Regions from separate parts of the Mus musculus genome. Here region 1 is linked to region 2. The links are chromatin contacts, called in public HiChIP or PLAC-seq maps. All regions are on one chromosome and are shown on one strand. Each heading gives the region's core, a stretch centred on a gene start, on an enhancer-like site or on the middle of the called end of the contact. The rest is flanking DNA. Distances are from core to core; before and after follow the strand shown. Region 1 overlaps Myo18b (myosin XVIIIb). Region 2 overlaps Sez6l (seizure related 6 homolog like).

What was found. HiChIP or PLAC-seq counts read pairs in DNA pulled down with a chosen protein or histone mark.
Region 1: a contact with region 2 is called in an H3K4me3 HiChIP or PLAC-seq map of embryonic basal ganglia, with 3 times the contacts expected there. The contact joins two enhancer-like sites. A contact is called at or near these places in 3 of 115 datasets of contacts at active chromatin or transcription factors (craniofacial prominence, embryonic basal ganglia and embryonic midbrain).

What each region holds. Positions count from the first base shown.
Region 1 is chr5:112,839,582-112,846,007 of GRCm38.p6, forward strand. It overlaps Myo18b (myosin XVIIIb), which reads right to left. Exons shown (of 44, transcript NM_028901.2): 14 at 3,623-3,713; 15 at 1,039-1,231; 16 at 36-116. Among named protein-coding and RNA genes, the nearest start is that of 1700095B10Rik, 50 kb to the left of the region's middle. Within about 2 kb of position 5,125, at least 13 of the 459 cell types and tissues checked have an H3K27ac peak or open chromatin away from gene starts, as enhancers often do.
Region 2 is chr5:112,413,202-112,420,236 of GRCm38.p6, forward strand. Sez6l (seizure related 6 homolog like) reads right to left here. Exons shown (of 17, transcript NM_001253916.1): 17 at 5,950-7,035. Among named protein-coding and RNA genes, the nearest start is that of Asphd2, 22 kb to the left of the region's middle. Within about 2 kb of position 3,625, at least 11 of the 459 cell types and tissues checked have an H3K27ac peak or open chromatin away from gene starts, as enhancers often do.

The sequences.
Region 1 (6,426 bases), core at 3,875-6,374, 430 kb after region 2:
GTCTGAGAGCCCCAAGTCCCTGGGTCCCTTCTTACCTGAGAGGGATTTTGATCCACTACAGCCACTGTAGTTCCTGGGGAGGACTCTGGGAGGTCAAAGGGCACGGGAATGCCTTCCTGAAATTCGTGGGAAGTAACCATTAGTCCCCTCTGTGAGCTCAGTGGTCGGAAGAGGGAGGGGAGTCTCCATCACTAGTAAGCCGTTCTTTCAGAGTTAGTTTTAAAGTCGTCGTGAAATATGCACGGACCCAGAAGTGGACCACAGGCTCCAGTGTCATGTCCAGACCAAAGAGACTTGTGAGCAGTAGCAAAAAGGTCTCTGCTGCCAAGCCATCATGGCAGTTTATTCTATAGACTATATACTATCCCCAATGATAACAGATATACAAGGATGGGTCTGTTTTCACATGGGATGAAATCAAGGATCAGAAAAGGTGGTTACATTTTCTAAGGCCACACAGCCAATCTGCCAGAGTTAGAGTCAGGCTCTCCAACCCACAATTACTCATGTCTGATCCGTGTTGGCTGCAACCAAAGGAATGACTGAAATATGGCTGCTTCTATCACCTGCCCCTGGCACTCGCTTGTGGTCCCGACCTTGTTGTCACCCAGGTGGTGGACACACAAGGTGGTCATCTCTCTTTGTTGTCTACTGGGGCTTGTGTATTTCTCTGTGCTGATGGTTTGAGTGTCTCCCGTCAGACGGCCAGCATGGGAATATAAAGAAAGGGGCCTTTCTGAGGCAAGTGGGCCCTGGGGTGGCTTACATGTAAATGGTTTATGGGGCATAGCTCAGAGCATATACCTGTTACTCTGTTAGCAATGGCTGCTGTCCTCCAGAGAGAGCACTCAGCCTTGTATCTGTACACAGCAGCAGCTCCTGAGGGGGTTTCTGCACCAACTCAGAGATAGAGGAAGCCAGAGCTGGAGCAAGGGGCTCTATAGGTGACTCAGGCCACCTCGTATAGATCGCAACCCCACCTGTTTGGCCTCGCCCCTGGTCATAGGCCTGGGAGGCCCCAGCCCAGCTAACACACACCTCTTTGTATCTCTCCAGAGTAGAGACAAAGGTCCTGTGGTAGAACAGCAGCTGGAGACGTTCCTGGGCATAATTGTAACAGAGCTCCTCGAAAGTGGCCGCCCGGTCCTTGCCCTGGTGCCTAGGATTTTGAAAGCCTGGAGTGTCAACCACCATGATAGAAGCCATAGACAGATGGTGGGAGGAGAAGGATCTGGGGAGAGAAGAGAGGGGTTCTGAGCTAACATGGAGTCTGCTAGGTCAAGCCTTCCCCATAGCAGAGATGGAGAAACTGGGGTAGCATTCTAAGGGGATTTGGAGATCTGGCTTCAAATCTTAAGCTCATCATTCACAGGTTGTGTGACCCACTGACGCCCACCCCAGACAAGTAACTTAACCTCTTTGAGCATGGCTTTCCCCAGCTGTTAAATGGTGACAGGGGTGAGCTAGTCCCCTGCTGCAGTAAAGGAAACCGGGTTTAAGTGTCAATGCCAGCCCTGATGCGAGGCTTTCAGCAAACATGACTTTTCCATCAGCCTCCAAGTCAAAAGCCACCTGATAACGTCCCTCTCCTTCCCCAGGGCACACCGCAGTTGAGAAACCATTTTGTGTATGTTTTATAGAGTTTTCTTTCCTTAAAGCTTTCACCTCCTCGGATGTTTCCAATGCCTCTGTCAAGGGTGAACAGCCTCGGCTACTCTTATCAAAAGACAAGATGGGATAGAAAAGTTCTGAAGCGGTCCCTAGTGTGCCGCCATCCCGCTCTGCAACAGAGGGGCTGTGTGTCTCTGGGGATCGGTCTGACCTCTCTGATGCCCAGCTGTGAGATGATTAAAGGTAGAAACTTTAATCCCAAAGGCTTCTGGGCTGGGAGAATGGACGTTACAGCATGCCCAATGCTGTGACTACGCAGCTTGCCCTGTGATTGGTGCTTAGCCAAGTCCTCAACACTCATCACCACAGGCAACGTCTGCAGTCAGATCTAGAGAGCATGCTTTGAACGTCAGTTCTTACTTCTGTTTGTGAAGATTTTTCTATCTATAAAGTGGGGTCAAGTGGGACAGCTGCCATGGAGACCACTGTGAGAAGAAGGTGAGGTTGGAGAGGCAGGCACTTGCTAGAGCCCATAACCACCCTGGTGACCTTCTTCCTCATCAAAGTCTCCTATTGTGGAAATGCCTGCCTGCCATCCAGGAGAGGCAGCCTCTCTGCCTCAGTTCACCCCCTAGCTCTGAGCATAGCCCTCCCTTCCTCTAAGCACACTGATCCTTTGCCTTCTAGATAAGGTGTCTGTGCCTCCGATGGATGGTAATTACTCAGAGATAGAGGGAGATGATTCCAAGACCTCGGTGACTGGAGATCCTGGCTGCTCATGGTTGCTACGCAGCAGTTCATCCCTTAACAGGATTCAGAATCCTAATTATGCTGTGAGCTCTTGCAGAGAGGGGGACCCCCTCCCCGTGTTCCCCACAGGCCAAACTGGAGCTGCTCAGTGGGTTTCTGAGGAGGCAGGGCTCAGGGCAAACCTGGACTGCCACCCACCGGCTACCCTACCATTCTGCCCTTCTTATCCCGACACTCAGCAGGAGAAGCTAGAGAAATCAATGACAAAGGCTTCTGGAAGACAGCAATGGATGGTAGCATCTTGCTAGATGACTCCTCCCACCCTTACACCTCCCTGTCTCACCTGCACAGTGGGCTACTGTGAGCAGTAAACACCACAAAGCAGGTCGAATCTTTGTGGCCATCCCCAGACCTTAGCAGCTGTCCCTAAATCTGTAACTTTTTATTGGTGTGTGTGTGTAGGGGATGAACATGTGTGTGCATGTGTGTATATGCATGGGATGTGAACATGTGTGTGCTTGTGTGCATATGTACATGGGGTGTGAACATGTGTGTGCATGTGTGCATTGTGTGAGGGGTGTGAACATGTGTATACATGTATGTACATATATGGGGCTGTGCACATGTGCATGCATGTGTGTGCACATGTGTGAGGGGTGTGAACATGTGTGTGCACATGATGTGTGTGTCCATAATGTGTGTACGTGTTTGTATGTACATATAGAAGCCAGAGGTCCTTGTCACGTGTCATCTGCCATTTCTCTTCCCCCTGTTTTTTGAAGCAGAGTTTCCTCACTCGATGAACCTGTAGCTCAGTGCTTTAGCTCACCAAATGATCTGCCTGCCTTCACCCCCACCCCCAACCCCAGCGCTGGTATTACAGATGTGTGCCTCCATGCCTGGCCCTTTCAGGTGAGTGGTGAGCTCTGAACTTTGTCTCTTTGGCTTTAGTGGGGAGAACTTTGCCCACTGAGCTGTACTCTCAGTCGCTGCTGTTGGTATTTTCACAGCGAAAAACTTATTTCAATGAATTGCTTGCTTCTTCTAATCTCCCGAGGACATGGAGGCTTTAGAGTTGTGGGAGCCAGAGAGGTAAATGGACTTGGTGAAGTCACACAGCCAGGATGGGATTTAAGCTCAGCTCTCCCCACCTTAAAAGCCCTTCCTCTATTCAAAATATGCCACTCTGCAAGATGGCCCTGGTTTGTTCTCACTAAGCGCTGCAAGAGACATGGCCTCAGCCAGACAAGAACACTGTTACCTGTTGATGAGGGAGACCACAGCCACGAAGAGTTCTTGGTACAGGCCAGAGGCCATCCCCTCTACACACTCCACACCTGTCATCTTCAGCCCTGGCATGGGGAGACAGAAAGGGATTAGTAAATGGAGGTCATGACCTCTCCTGAGGCCAAGGGCATCGATACCAAGTAGCCAGGGTCACCAGAGTAAAGAGACACTCACTCTGCGCTCAAATAATGTGCCCATAGTTTAAGGTCAAGGTACAAACATCCATGTTCCATATTATTTTAATCTATGTCTCCATTAAGAGGCTGGGTGTGCCCTGAAGTAAGGAACCATCTGAGTATGGGGCACAGCATGGAAGCGAGTTCATTTGTCTTTTTTCTCTACAAGCAGGCACAGGTTCATCCTTAGACTCCATCGCTTCACTCCTAAGATTTTACTCAGATGAGAGATTCTGAGAAACAGAGCAGCCTGGCTTCACAATGTCCTCTGATTGTTTAAATTGGCCAGAATCACTTTGTTGTGATAACTCGGCCATCCAGGCAGAGCGAATGGCCAGAAACCGGGACTCCATCCATGCAGAGGCTCAAGTCAGGCACAGAACAGTAGCAGACAGCAGCAGAGGGCTCCTCCCCAGTGCTAGAGGACTGGAAAGCCTAGCAGGCCTCAGATGTGACTGAGCACAGGGTCACAAACACGTTTCACTAAAGCAGCTGGTCTTGATGAGGCTGTGCAGCAGAGAGCAGCCAATCACAGCTCTTGACCTCCCATCCAGTTCCCTTCACAGAATTAGAATCCATTGCCCCTCAAGACAAATACTTCTGCTTGCACATTCTTGACAGCCTGCCCACTGCTGCTCTCAAGCCTTCCCTATCCCTCCTTTATCTCCATCCCCACCCTGGGCTGTTGCTAGGCAACCCACGGCCTCAGAGTATTGATCTGAGGCACACAAGTCCCCTGTCTGCTTAATGTCTGTCTCTGAGACCTTTGCTGGACAGACCAACTCAGACTCAAGAAGTGTTGCTTGTCTGTCTGTCTTGAGTGTGTACTTTGCACCTGTCTTTTCCACTCGTGCTATAGGCAAGCATCTGTGTGTGTGTGTGCATACACAAACATGCAGTTCATGTGTGTGGTATGCTACAAATGAGAGGAGACAGCAGAGCACAGTATCCATGTATGCATTTATGTGCATGCCCATGTATTTATGTACACACCTGTGTATGTATTTATGTGCATGCCCATGCATATATTTATGTACACATCCATGTATATATTCATGTGCATGCCTGTGTATTTATGTGCATGCCCATGTATATATTTATATACATATCCATATATGTATTTATGCACACATGTATGTTTGTATTCATGAAACAGAAGAGGCATCCATCTTAGCGGACGGTAGACTGCTCCAGGGACCCCCCAGGGTCAAGAAGTTTGTACCCTAGAGCTAGGTCAAACAGACCCCTATTATCATCACAATCCCTGGTGTCTGACAAAGGACTGCTTACAGAGAGTTTGCAGGCTTCCCTGGGTCCTAGGGCTCTGATTGCCTCCATATTCTGCAGGCACAGCCTCAGGGCCCAGCAGACTCGCTCTGGTGAGTACAGACCTCTCACCAGCTGCTTATGCCCAATCCAAGATGCCCCTTGGGATTTCTGTGTCACCTCAGTGTCTACCCTAGACCCAGCATTTGCCACCCCATCCCACTCCCACTGCCATGTTTCTGGTCCAGTGTGTCGCCTCTCATCTAGTGGCTGTGTATGTCTGTGTGATGGGGTAGTGTTACATGTTCATGTAAGTGTGTGCCTGCATATACAAATATGTGAGAGTATTGCGTGCATGTGTCTGTATGTGTTGGAGGTTACATGTTTATATAGGTGTGTACATACATGCACACATACAGGTATGTGTGCACAAGAGTGTGTGTGTGTACATGTGTGCATACATGTGTGTGTATGTTTTTGTGTATGTGCATGTGTGTACATGTGTATGTGCATGTTTGTGTGTATGTGAATATTTATGTATGAGTGTGTGCATGTGTGTATGTGCATGTGTGTGAGTGCAAATAGATGTGTGTATGTGTGTGTTTGTGAGTGAGTATGTATACATGTGTGTATAAACATGTTTATGTGCATGTGTGTGAGTACATGTAGATGCATGTATGCATGTGTATATTTGTACACTTATGTGTTTGCATGTTTGTGTGTATGAGCATGTGTGTGCATGTGTGTATTGCATGTTTGTGTGTATACATGTATATGTGCACATTTGTTTGTATGTGCATATGTGTGTATATGTATGTACATGTGTATATGTGCATGTTTGTGTGTATATGCATATTTGTATGTGTGTGTGTATTTGCATGCCAGAGGGTGACACTGGCACCTCACTCCATCACTTTGTGCCTCACTTTTTGACACAGGCCTCTCCCTGAGCCCAGAACTCACACCGTGGCTCCCAGGTGAGCCCCTGCCTCCTCAGTGCTGGCCGCACTGCTCTGCCCATTTTTCAGGAGGGTTCTAAGGATTCGAACTCAGGTTCCCATGCTTGCATGGCAGGAGCTCTCCCCACTGAGTCATGCCCCAGCCCTTGCCTGTGATCTCTACAGGTTCTCAGCTTCTCCTCCTAGTCGCTGCTCAGCTTTTGACACTCCCAGTGAGCTAAGCAAGCCACACCCAGCCCCTTTAAGCCACTCTTCAGCTTCTCTGTGTGCCCTCCATCTTCTCCCCACCTCCCTCTCAGTCCTCAGCACACCAGCCTTGCTCTCATCCCTCACACAGGTAGGTCTGCCTCCCCTGCCTGTCAAAATCTCACAAACAC
Region 2 (7,035 bases), core at 2,375-4,874:
ATCCTTATAAGAGTTGCCTTGGTCATGGTATCTGTTCACAGCAGTAAAACCTTAACTGAGACAATAGGCTTGATCCTCTTAAGAGGTGTTCATATGCACCAGAAAGGTGTCCATAGGTTGCAGAGCAGTGAGTGGATCTCAAGAAGGCCATAGGGCCTGCTGCAGGACTAGTGAGTCAGCTGGCTCAGTGAGCAAAGATGCCTGCTGCCAAGTCCTAGGACTGGAGTTCAGTTCTGGAACCTGTCAAGTGTGAGGCAAGAACAAACTGTTGCAAATTGTCCTATGACCTTCTCTCTCTCTCTCTCTCTCTCTCTCTCTCTCTCACACACACACACACACATAGAGACACAGACATGGATACACAGACACACACACACATAGACACAGATACACAGAGATACACACAGACAAACAGACATAGACACACATACAGCTACAGACACAGACACACAGAGATATACATACAGATAGACACACTGACACACACACAGACACACACCCTGACATACACAAACACACACACACACTGACTAAATAAATGTGTAACTATAATTACAAACCCACCCCTAACGTCACAGCCAGCTAAAGTTGAAGTTCATATTAAACTTTGTTATTAAAAAGTTGTAAATACAGGAGGACGGGAAGGCAGCGACCAGAATGTAAGGCGAACAAATAAATAAATTAATGGAAAAAAGTTGCAAATAAAAGCAACCACACACTGATATTAACTAGATGTAAAGACCATGCAATTCCATAAAGCCCTATCCTGTTAGAATTTGCATTTGGGGCAGACACTGGAGATTTTATGCTCTCACTATAGAACGAGAATATAGAACAACTATAGAAAAAGTCACCACAAAAATGAAAAACTCACAATGCATATAGAACTAGAAAAACAATCATCCCCGCATCTCCTCTCATGAGTCTTGTTCGTTGCCTGTGTTCAGCCTGTTCTCCCCTTCCCCCTCCCCAAATATTCAGCCTTTCTTTCTTTGGGGGAAGGGGGGTTTCAAGACAGTGTTTCTCCATGTAGTCCTGGCTGGCCTGGAACTCACTCTACCTGTTATTGAGCAGGCTGGCCTCAAACTCAGAGATCTGCCTGCCTCTGCCTCCCAAGTGCTGGGGTCCCAGGTGTGTGCCACCACCACTGTCCAGCTGTGTTTTGTCTTCATGGTATACTGTACCTACGTGTACATTGGTTTGCATAGATACATATGTTATTTCTAGATTCCACAGGTGAGTGGTTTATCTCTTTCTGCTATTATGTGACCTCACTTAACAATAAATATTCTAAGCCAAACCATTTTTTTTCCTGCAGATTTTGAGATTTCATTTTTTTAGAGCTGACTACTATTCCAGTCTGTGCCTATACACCAAAATTTCATTATCCATCCACTTGGTGACAACTTGGTTGATTCTACTTCTTTGTTTTAGTGAGCAGCAATAAATATGGCATTCAAATATCTCTGCGAAGGGTATAGAGTTCTCTGGGTATACATACACCCAGGAGTGGTAGCTGGGTCATGTCATAATTCTATTTTTATTTTTTTATTAACCCCGAGTGAATTCCAAAATGTCTTTATTAATTCACATTCCCACCCACAGTGAATAGGGTTCCTTTCTCTCTGATTCCTTTCTGACATTCGTTATAGTTTTTTTTTTTTTTTTTTTTTTTTTTTTTTTGGTGATAGACATGCCAGTGAGCTGAGGCATGTGGTCTCACAATGGTTTTAATTTCCAATAGTAACATTGTTTTCAGTATTAGTAGGATTCAAATTCCGTTTTCCCCCATTCGCTCAGGTTGAGACATGATGCATATCGCTGACTACACAGTATCCAGGGACTTCAGAACCATGGCTGGGCAGCGCAGAGTTAAAGGCACACATGCCTTTTGATTTATGTGCTTTTTGCTTATTAAAAAAAAAAAAACACTGTGTATCTTGTGGTTTTTGGTTGTTTTCTTTTGCGGGGGGGGGGGGTGTTCAGACAGGCTGATGAGAGGGGCAGCGCCCTGGGTCTGAGAGTTGCCCAAGTTTGGGAAGAGCAGAGCCTGGAAGAAATCTTAGGGACTACGTGACTAGGGCAGAAGCAGACAGAGGATTTGAAAGGGGTTTCCCTGTAGTGGGCCTGGCGCTTTGCTTCCCACTCATCCCCCTTGCAAAATCTCAGTAGAAGTCAGATTTTCCCATGGACTGAGTATAGTCACTCCCTCTAGACTGAGCTACACCCCTCCCCTTTTTTTGAGACAGGTCTAGAAGTTAAGTGCTTTAAACATCTTTGTAGTACTAGAAGTGAGTCTCTGAGTAAAACATTTCAGGAGCCAGGAGATCATGGTAATCATGCAAATCTTTATCTATCATCTGTATCTGTGCCTGTAGCTGTATCTTTATTTCTGTCTTTGTCTGTCTCTCTCTGTCTTTCTGTGTCTCTGTCTCTCTCTGCTGTCCTCTCTCTCTCCCTCTCTCTCTCCCTCCCTCTCTCTCTCTATATATATATGTGTGTGTGTGTGTGTGTGTGTGTGTGTGTGTATTTTTTTTTCATTCATTCATTCTATAATCTGGGCATGCTTCATGAGCAAGGGAGAGATAGCAATGACCTTGGTTTCTCTTTCTCTGCCAAGAGTGAAAGGCAGCCTGCATTTCTCCAGACAGAATTCTGCTCATTGGATAGAGCCCATTTCATCAGATGTCATTATCCAGAGAAAACAGCCAGCTCCCTGCAGGAAAAGTGTAGAGATGAATGATGTATAAGTAAGGGTTTTCTAGGGGAACAGAACTGTTGGAATACACACATGCGTACATACACATACACACTTGCACACACACCTTCATATATGCACACATACATGCATACATGCACACACACACACTCACACACATACACCCATGCACACACACTCACACACATACACACATGCACACACACGTGAACACACACACTCACACATCCTCAAAAACTTGCACACACATACATACAGGCACAAACATGCATACACACACACACACACACACACACACACACACTTGCACATACTCATGCACATGCTTTTCCTCAGATGATCTAGATTTAGGGTGGGTCTTTCCACTTCAAATCATCCAATCATTGAAACCCCTCCCCCGTGTGCCCTCCCAGGTGTAGCCTCCCAGGTGTGCTCTCCCAGGTGTTCCACACAGGTGTGCTCTCCCAGGTGTGCCATCACAGGTGTGCCCTCCCAGGTGCTTGGATTGTTGTTAATTCTAGGTCACATGTGACCTATTTTCAAGTATGGAGTGGTGGGGAGGAGCATTCCCCCCCTCTCTCTTGCTCGCTCTTGAGCCCATGCTGCCTTTTTTTTTTCACCTCCCACATTCAGAGGTTCGTTTTCTCCCCTCTTCTGGGTCACACATAGCCCAGGCTGGCTTCAGCAATCACACATTCACATCAAGTACAACCATTACCCTCTGTGCTCTATGGCTACAATTCTGCACAAGGAGGCCTGTGAGAGGTGGTCCCATGGCAGGTTATCCTTGAGTATCCAGAGCGGCAGGACAATGAGCCTGGGCTGAACCTTAGCCTGGCCACTCCCTTCCTGCTGGGCCATCCTCTCCTTAGGCTCGCCTGCAGAATCCTCTGCACACCAAAGCTCCTCTGGCCTCAGCTGGTGGGAGAGCCTGCAGTTGATAGCACAGGCTGCTGTTGCTAAGCTACACCCATGGCTTGGCCTGGCCTCACATGCATGACAGCTCTCGACAAGCCATGAAATGAGATTTGCTGACATGCCTGCTTGCACTTGTCTGTGTAGGGACAGTCTGTGACTCCTGGTTTGAATGTTTAAATGGTGAGGCTACGTAGGTTCTCCGTTCTCCTTCCCACTGGGACCTTTGGCTCTGGGGCAAAATGTTTCTTCCTTCCCAGGCTTATAGATCTCTTTGCAGGGATGCTACAGTGGCTTAGTTTGAGCCCCATGTGCAGAGGCTCACCTGTCACTCCAGCACTTAGGATACTGAGGCAGGAGGATTGCTGTGAGTTTTATACTTGTGTGGGCTACTCAAAAGATACTTAGCACTTTGAGGCAGAAACAAGAGGACCCCTCGGGCTTGGTGAACTCCAGACCAGTGAGAGACCTGTCTCAAAAGAGTGAACTGATGCTCTGAGGATATTTGGTGTTACCTTCTATGGTGGTTTGAATGGGTTTGGGCCCCGTAGTCTCATGTGTTTGAATGCTTGCCTCAGGGAGTGACACTCTTAGGAGGTGTGGCCTTGTTAGAGTAGCTGTGGCCTTGTTGGAGGAAGTGTGTCACTGTAGGGGTGGGCTTTGAGGTCTCCTATGCTCAAGCTCCACCCAGTGTGGAATTGGAGCTTCCTTCCCAGCTGCCTTCAGATCAAGAAGTAGAACTCTCACCTCCTCCAACGCCATGTCTGCCTGGATGTTGCCATGCCTCCCACCACGATGATAATGGACTGAACCTCTGAACCTGTAAGCCAGCCCCAGTTAAATTTTTTACGTAGAGGAGTTGTCTTGGTCATTGGTATCTCTCGACAGCAGTAAAACCCTAACTAAGGAACCTCTGGCCTCAAGGTGTTCACAGAAACATGCATACAGATACATGTTTCAGAGAAATGTGAGAGACTTTGGATGAAAATTTATAGGGGAAAAAAACCTGAAAGGCTGGTAGAAATTTTGAAAATGGCATTTCTACACTCTCGTGCTCAGGATCCCCTAGGGCAGCCCTCTAGCTGCAGAATCTGCATGCTACCGCCTCCATTGGATCTTTTGCTGTTTGGGTGGAGGAATGCAGTGTCTTCTGAGACCCAGGCTTCCTCTCCTGCCCATTGAATTCTTATTTCTGTCATCCTGATGTTGCTTCCACGTGGGGACTGCGGTTCTCCAAGGTAATCTGACTGGGATTAAGGTAGAGAGGAAGGGAGTTGGGACTGAAGTAGTCTCCAGTGTGCCTTCCCTTCAGGAGATCTGCTACTCTCCAGACTGCTGTCTGCCCCACCACTCCAAGCTAAAGCTAGAGACTGCTGACCAGCAGGTGTTCGGGAAGCAAGCCCAGTGTGAGGCAGATTGGGAAAATGTAACAATATTGTTGTGAACGAAATCAAGCACCATGAGCAGCCTGGGGCTGTGCTACTATGGCTCATGGCTGAGACTCTGTCTCAACAAAGAAACAACAAAGACACACAAATTGCTGATGTAGCTACAAATACATTTCTCTATTCATGTTTACTGAGAGGGTCTATTAGATTAAGATATATAAATTGAAAACTTTGGAATTGAAATCTTTGGAGGCTATTTTTCTTTTTGCGACACAGTCTTACCGTGTAGCCCAAGACAGACTTGAATTATAGTCCTGCCTCTGTCTCCTGATTACAGGAGCATGTCCCTTCCTGCCTCTTCCTCCCCCTTCCCTCCTCTTTCTTCTTAGTCCTCCTCCTCCTCCTCCTTCTTCTTCCTCCTCCTTAGAAATGATGGCATCTTCTTTTGAAAAACACAGTTGAAAATTATATAGAACTCAAATGCGTTATTACCAGAAGGAAAAAACCCTGTAGCCTGTTTTTTGGTCTATTTAATAATAATAATAATAGTAATAATAATAATAATAATAAAGCTTTAAGATTATATTTACCTTCTTTGTGTGCTTGTTTATGTCTATGCACATAACATGTACCAGGAGGTCAGAGGATAGTAGCTACAGCCAACTTTCTCCTACCTTCTGGGTCCTAGGATCATACTCAGGTCATCAGGTCTGGAGCCTCCCACTGACCCCGCTAGCTAACTTTGCTCACTCCTTTTGTAGCAGTTCCCCAGACAGGTCTTGTTCTAAAGGTGACCAGGGCCACTGCAGAGAGGTCTTGCATCTCCATCTGAAGTATCAGCACTTGCTACCTCATCCCGATCTCCAGAAACCAGAAACAGTCCCTGGTGTCATCGCGGAGCTTTGGAACAAAACCCACATCCAGGCAACATCTTTTACAACTGTTTTATTAGCAGCAATATATACAAAGTGGAAAATGATTTCATTTCATTTTTTTCTAGCTTAGAAAGTTTGCCTTTTTTAAATTCCATTTGATGATAAATGAAAGAGCAAGCGTCCCAGAAGACGCCCGTTTTTTTGTGGGTGCCGAGTGCCGCACAAGACTGGGCCTGGAGTGCCATCTCACCAGGCCTCATCGAAGACACAGGAAGGTCACCACCAAAGGAAGAGGTCTTTTTGCCTACGGTTCCTGAAGCTACCCATTGGTTCGTCGGAGTCCCCAGGGTGCCCATTCAGGCTAAACCCTTTCTCCTTCTCCAGGGCTGTGTGTGGACTTCCAGAGTTGTCCCCTGAGGTTTGTAAGTTCTCCAAAGAGCTGGCTTCAAAGGCTCAGGCTGTGATCACTTGGAAAGATGGTCCCCCAGGCAGAGGTCAGAATATTTATGTTGGCAAAATGAGTCTACCAAAAGGCAAGCTAAGGGGGGTGGGGGGGGAGGGAAGATGAGCTCTGAGCAGAAGGGGGAGGAGCTGTGCGTGTTGACCGTGCTGCCTGCGCCAATCAGTGTGAAGGATGCGCACGTTCCGAAACACGTGTTCCCACTGACGTCAGAGCAGGGAGCTGCTTGTGGGAGGGCTCACGAGTGTATCCCGTTCGAAAAATATTTAATCCTGATGGGTTCAAATTTCCATCTTGTAAAAACAGACAGGTATGGACCATCATGAAATGCCTTGGGACTGGCATCTGATAATTCGGCACTGGTAACATCATCATTATTATTTTTAATCAAACCTTTACATGTTACAGATACACAGGTATTAAAAAAAAAAAAGACACCACGTCCTTTCAGTCATTGCACATTGTGAGCTCGCACGATCCACCTCTAGGCTAGAACAACATTTTAAAACACAGCCACACCAATTGTACTACTAAGTCAGAACTGAGATATTGGTCTCCCGTTAAAAAAAAAAATCAACATTTTTACACTACCTCCCCCCTCCCCCAATAGTCAAGAGATGACCTGGGCATGACCTGGTCAGCTTTAGGGAGCAGGGTTAGAAGGGACACACAGTCAGC